2 separate regions of the Hordeum vulgare genome follow, and region 2 is linked to region 1. The links are chromatin contacts, called in public Hi-C maps. All regions are on one chromosome and are shown on one strand. Each heading gives the region's core, a stretch centred on a gene start, on an enhancer-like site or on the middle of the called end of the contact. The rest is flanking DNA. Distances are from core to core; before and after follow the strand shown.

Region 1 (2,806 bases), core at 261-2,760:
GGCTAGCAAGAATAGGACTGAGCCACTAGGTACAAGGTTTGATTCTTGTTGTCATCATTTTTTATGAGAAAAATCAATAGCGAACAAAAAAATCAAATCAAAATCAAATGTACTATGGTTTTCAAGAGAAGGAAATAAAAATCAGTAAAATTGGTACTAAAACGAATCAAGGGATCAAGAGGGGAAGTATGCGGAAGCGTTCAGATTTTTAATCTTAACAAAAAGCAACAACACGTTATATTCGAAGCCTGGCCTTTTGTGATAACGACGAGATCTAGGTGGGATGGTTAGTGTGGTGTCGCACGTCAATGAGATCGGGGGTTCGATTCCACTCCTCGCCCTTTTATTTTTCTCGCCATGAGATAAATGTTCGTTAGCGATCGTGCGATCCCGATCCTGCGGCGCCGAGTGCGTGCAGATCTGTTGCAATATTGGAAGTTAGAGCATCTCTAGCAGACCCGTATAACGCCGACCCGTAAAACACGTTTATAGTTTGCAAAAAAACGGTTTTACGAGCCGGCGCGGGGAAGGGCAGAGTCAGACCCCGCAAAATAAACCTGTAAAAAAGGATATTCGCGCAAGATGCTTTTTAAGGGTTGGCTCGAGCTACGGCGGAACAGAGCCCTTAAACTTAAACTGTAAATCGAATTTTCGTTTACATTTTCCTCCACATCTTCTTTCTCTCGCTCGTGTCATGATCAACTAAATTTGTTCCTAAATACGGAGTTGCCAATCCCTGAATCCATCGAGAAGCTAGTAGCTCCTCTGTCCATGAATCTATCCACGAGCTAGATAACTAGCTCCTCCGTTCACGAGTCCATCCAGGAGCTAGCTAGCTAGCTAGTTCTTCCGTCCACGAATCCATTCAGGAGCTAGATAACTAGCTCCAATGTCCACGAATCCATCTAGAGTTAGCTAGCTCCGCTCGTGGAATTCATCCAGGAGTCCGGAGCTAGCTAGCTAGCTTCCATCGCCGACGCCGAATCCAGTCAGGACGAGCGGGGCGGCGTCATGGGACGGTCGGCCGATGTTCGGGGACGTCCGGGGCGGCGTACGGTGGACGTGGACCGCGGATGCGAAAGTTTCCGTGGCACGCTCTCGCCAATTGCTTTATCTCCATATAAGGAACAGTAGAAGCGGATGCGAAAACTGTGTTTTGCAGATCGGGAGGAACTTTTTACCGTGTCCCGTAAAAATATTTACAGATCCGACACGTTTACAGGGTTTGAACGAGCAACTTTTTCATACAGACATATATTTTGACGACTATTTTACAGCTCAAAACATTATACGGGACTGCTAGAGATGCTTTTAGCATTCACGTTGATAAAATTTATTTGCAACCAAACAGACCCTATCCCACATGACAGGTGGGCTGCATGCCGTGCGCCGAGCTAGAAACGCCGGAGCTACAGTGCCCATACCGTCAGACACCTGGATCCAAGACAAAAGTAGACAGGCACTGCCAGTCCGCATTAATTATCAAATCCGAAACCACGCAAGCGAACGAGCAAATCGCGATCGGCTCCACTGTACAGAAGAGATGCTGGCTCCGTGCACCCAGAGGGCCGCACCTCCACTCCTCGCCTCCCACGCCCACTCCCACGCCCACTCCTACCGAGGCAGTCCACACGCCCCTCGGCTCCCTCCTCTCAGGTTCGTTCCTCCGATCGACCTCCATCCCCGAGCGCTCTCCCGGCTCCAGCGTCGATCCGCGATTCCGGTCTGGATCCCTCACCGCGCTGAGGTCATCGCAGGTGCTTCCGCGCGAGTCCTCCGCCCGCGGCCGCGGCGGGGGTGGTGGCGACGATGGCCGCGCCCGTCGGGGAGATGGTCTGGGTGCGCGTACTGGAGGAGGGGGTGTTCCGGTTCGACGCGTCGGAGGGCGCGCGCTCCGCGGCCGGGCCCAGCCTGTCGTTCGCCGAGCCGCGGCGGCGGGAGGAGCCGCGCGAGGGCGGGGATCGTCCCGCGGTCGTGCCGGCGTGCGAGGTGGCCGGGAATGTGCAGAAGGTCGTGATTAAGGTATGCGTGGTTCGCACAGACGTGCTACTCTTTTACTGCGAGTGACTCTCTGGCTGGAGGATGAGAAAGAGAAGCATGTGATGCTGATGCGCGCGTGTGGTAATTATTTTGGCAATGTCGACGTGCTTTTATGTGTTTGATCTGCGGGTGTCGTATGGATTGTGTTAATGTCATGCTTAGGGATACTGTAAAATTGTTCATTTTAAACCTGGTCTTTCACAGCAAAAAAAAAAACCCTGATTGATAGAACGTTCTGCTACCAACACTTGAAAAGGCTGCTTTCAAGGCAAGTTACTTTTGGAAACAAGGGGGAAAAAGCTAGGTCAGTCCAAGGAAAAGTTAGGTAGTAGCCAATCCTCGAACGTATCATCGAGAAATATATCATATACATATTGCGTTGGATTGCCTTTGCATGTTCGCTTGTCACTGGTCCAACATGTCCTTCCTTGCTTAGCATGACGATGCCCGAGGAACCTGGCGTATCATCTCTTCTCTTGAAAATGAGTCGTCCTCGACACTGTGACAGGGAGAGAGATCGGTGATGTTGAACGTGTTGCTCGCGGAATACTTGTCCTTGGGAAGGTCGGTCTTGTAGGCGTTGTCATTTGAAGGATTTAGGAAGGTCCATCTCCTCTAGGCATAAGCTTGGACTTCCTCTGCTTTGGGAATTGCTTCTTCTGAAGGTGTACCTAAGCGAGATCATCGGGGTTGAAGATCGTCAAACATCAGTTCTTGTTAACCTTGGCGGCTTGGTGTTGCACTTGGTGCTTGATGTTGGCCTTGG
Region 2 (3,030 bases), core at 466-2,965, 310 kb before region 1:
TAGAATAGCTGCAAGTGTGCACTGATAGTAGAAAGCTTTAATTTATTTGTTGGAAAGGCTGAAAACTAGTACTCCCTCCGTTCCTAAGTATAAGTCTTTTTAGAGATTTCAATACAAACTACATACGGATGTATATAGACATATTTTAGAGTGTAGATTCACTCATTTTGCTCCGTATGTAGTCCATATTGAAATCTCTAAAAGGACTTATATTTAGGAACGGGGGGGAGTATGATTTAATTAGGTATATTCATGACTTCATGGTTTGCTGCAGAGACAGAGTCCATATAAGAAACTTCATGGTTTGCTGCAGAGACAGAGTCCATATAAGAAACTCTAGGCCCTTCCATTCTTAGTCCAAATATCACTGTGAGAGACCAAATTCTGTTGGAAGTCTCCATCTGCCTATATAAGATAAAAGCCCATTCCACTTCTGTTCAATTACATTTGCACCAAAAGCAAAACCATTCTGTTGGAACTCAACCAACTGTTTGAAGTTGGACATATACACAATAATGCCCAGTCAACATACTCTCGCTAACGGACACCGGCCTCCAACAAATTAGCAAGTCTGATACATACCTTTCACAAGTTTTGACTAATTAACAAAGGTGTTAAGTAACTATATCTAGCTAACGGCCATCAGACAACTTCCATGAACAAAATGATTTCGCTCCAATTGATTAATTTTGTCTAGTTAGTTGGGCACTATTAATTTTGTCTAGTTAGTTGGGCACTATTAATTTTCTAGTCTAGTACTCCCCCCGTTCAGAATTACTTGTCGCACAAATGAATAAAAATGAATGTATATAGAACTAAAATACATCTAGATACAACCATTGTTATGCCAAGTATTTCCGGACCGAGGAAGTAGTACTACAATGACATCACAAATGTTAATTACGGAAATTGGAACGAACGTACGAACGGCACAAGTGTTAAGTACAGTTCAGAAAAATGGTGTTAAGTAAGCACAAGCCGCAGCCGGGTTTCATCCATTCCGGTGAACTGAAATGTCCGTCAGCTAAAGTTCTCACCTGATGCAAGACCTTGACGCCGGCACGGTGGGCCTCGTCGACCCGCTCCTTGGGGAACTCGCCCCAGTACACCTGCAGCACGGCGAGCCTCTCCTCCAGCACAACCCTCAGATTCTCCTCGTGCGGGAAGGCCAGCACGATGGCCGCCCCGAACGGCTTCTCGGTCAGGCTCCTGGTCCTCCGTATCAGCTCCCTCACGTGATCCGGCGCCGGCTGCAGGCAGGTAGGGGGCTCCGGCGATTAGCCAAGACAGAGCGTAAGTGGATAGCAGAGAGGACAGGGAGATCGAGGTACCCAGTCGGGAAGGCGGAGGAGGCCTATGGCGCCAGCGTTGGCGACGGCGGCGGCGAGCTCCGGGCCGGAGATGTCGGGGCCGAGCGGTGCCTGCACGACGCCGTAGTCGAAGCCCATGATGCCCTTCCACCCCATTTTCTTCCTAGTCTAATAGTCAAGGCAGTTCTGCCGGCGGCCGGTGGCGGGCGGCGGATCCATAAATAGGCCGTGACGACGAGCCGTGAGCAAACAGCGAGCTGGGTGCTCGAGGTGACGAATCCGTCCACGGCGCCGGGCGTCAGTGGGGACAACAAGAAGCTACACCGCAAGGGCGTGTTGACATGGAGTAGGTTTTCCCCCACATGGCGGATTGACAAGTAGGTCTGGAAATCCACAACAAGAAGCTACGCAGCAAGGGCGTGTTCTAACCTATGCCACGTAGCCAGCGGATAGTGTTTAGAGTATCTCCAACAGACGCGCTATGAAGGCGCGCGCTAAAAAAATTTACCGCGTCAAAATAACGTTTTACAGTGCCGGATGACCGAACATCTCCAAAAGACGCTAAAAAATATCCCGAAATCATCCCTGCCCCGCCATCTCCAGCGGACGCCCAAAATCATCCTTGCCCCACCATGGCCACGCCCTGCCCCGCCGGGCCGCCGGGACCTGCTCCGCCCCGCCCCGCCATGGCTGCGACCTGCTCCGCCCCGCCGCGGCCTGCTCCGCTCCGCCCCGCCCCGCCATGGCCGCGACTTGCTCCGCCCCGCCGCGGCCTGCTCCGCTCCGCCCCGCCGCCGTGGCCGGCTGGCAGGCTGGCGCGCGCACGCGAGGTTGCCGGCAGCGGGCGCATGCACGGAAAGGAGTTTCAGCGCGCACGAAAAGTCCAGCGCGCACGAGCTCGCGCACGAAATATACTGCGTCCGATTCAGTTTTCCCCAACGCGCTGAACATTTTTTACGGCGTGCTCTATTATACAGCGTCTGTTGGAGTGCAATTTTTAACTCCGCGCGCGCTAAACTTGCGATTTTTTGGGCACGACGCTAATATTGGGCGTCTGTTGGAGATGCTCTTAGGGTGGGGCAGCGAGCTTGTGGATGGCCGGAGACGGAAAACTGTTTAGGGTGGGGCAGCGCTTCCGTGCGTGGGTGGGCAAACGGCAGTTCGCGATGCCAAGATACGATAAGGGAGCCTCGTGGTTCGGGAAACTGGATTTCCATGCAACTTCGTGTCTCTAAGGCATCTTCAATGATTGTAAGATAGTGGTTGATAGATTTTGACACATACGATTTTTAATGATGTGTAATGCAACAAATGCGGAAAGAGATCAATGTTGTATGTAAATTAACCAACACCTTTGCACAAGCTCCAATGTAGAATGAGAGAGCATCTTATTTATTATCTCACATCCTATTGGGCAAACTAGATATAACCTATTGGAGTAGTTGTATGTTAAAGTCTTGGTTGATGACATGGCATATTTTACCAACAAGTTAACCAACAAACTATTGAAGATGCCCTAAGCTGACCCCGCATCGTACGCCAACGTCCTTGTCTCCATCACTCTTTCCCGAGCCGACCTCGCCGCTCCTCTCTCCCACAGTCGACCTCGTCGCCCTCTCCTCCCTTCCCTCACCTTCTATACGCTGGCAAGGTGTTCCGTCATTGGATCCGGCCGTCGGGGGCTCTCCACCAGCGACGGGCTCCTCCTTCGCCAGTGGCA

Evidence for each region. A called contact is a pair of places that touch in the nucleus more often than the background predicts.
Region 2: a Hi-C map of seedling shows a contact between it and region 1, with 5 times the contacts expected there. The contact joins the promoter of LOC123440029 here to the promoter of LOC123440019 in region 1. A contact is called at or near these places in 2 of 6 Hi-C or Micro-C datasets (leaf and seedling).

What each region holds. Positions count from the first base shown.
Region 1 is chr1H:394,674,545-394,677,350 of MorexV3_pseudomolecules_assembly, reverse strand. LOC123440019 (alpha-glucosidase 2-like) reads left to right here and starts at 1,510. Exons shown (of 23, transcript XM_045116615.1): 1 at 1,510-1,656; 2 at 1,758-2,022. The coding sequence starts at 1,544.
Region 2 is chr1H:394,980,154-394,983,183 of MorexV3_pseudomolecules_assembly, reverse strand. LOC123440029 (NADH:quinone reductase) reads right to left here and starts at 1,715. Exons shown (of 6, transcript XM_045116627.1): 1 at 1,332-1,715; 2 at 1,038-1,250. The coding sequence starts at 1,466.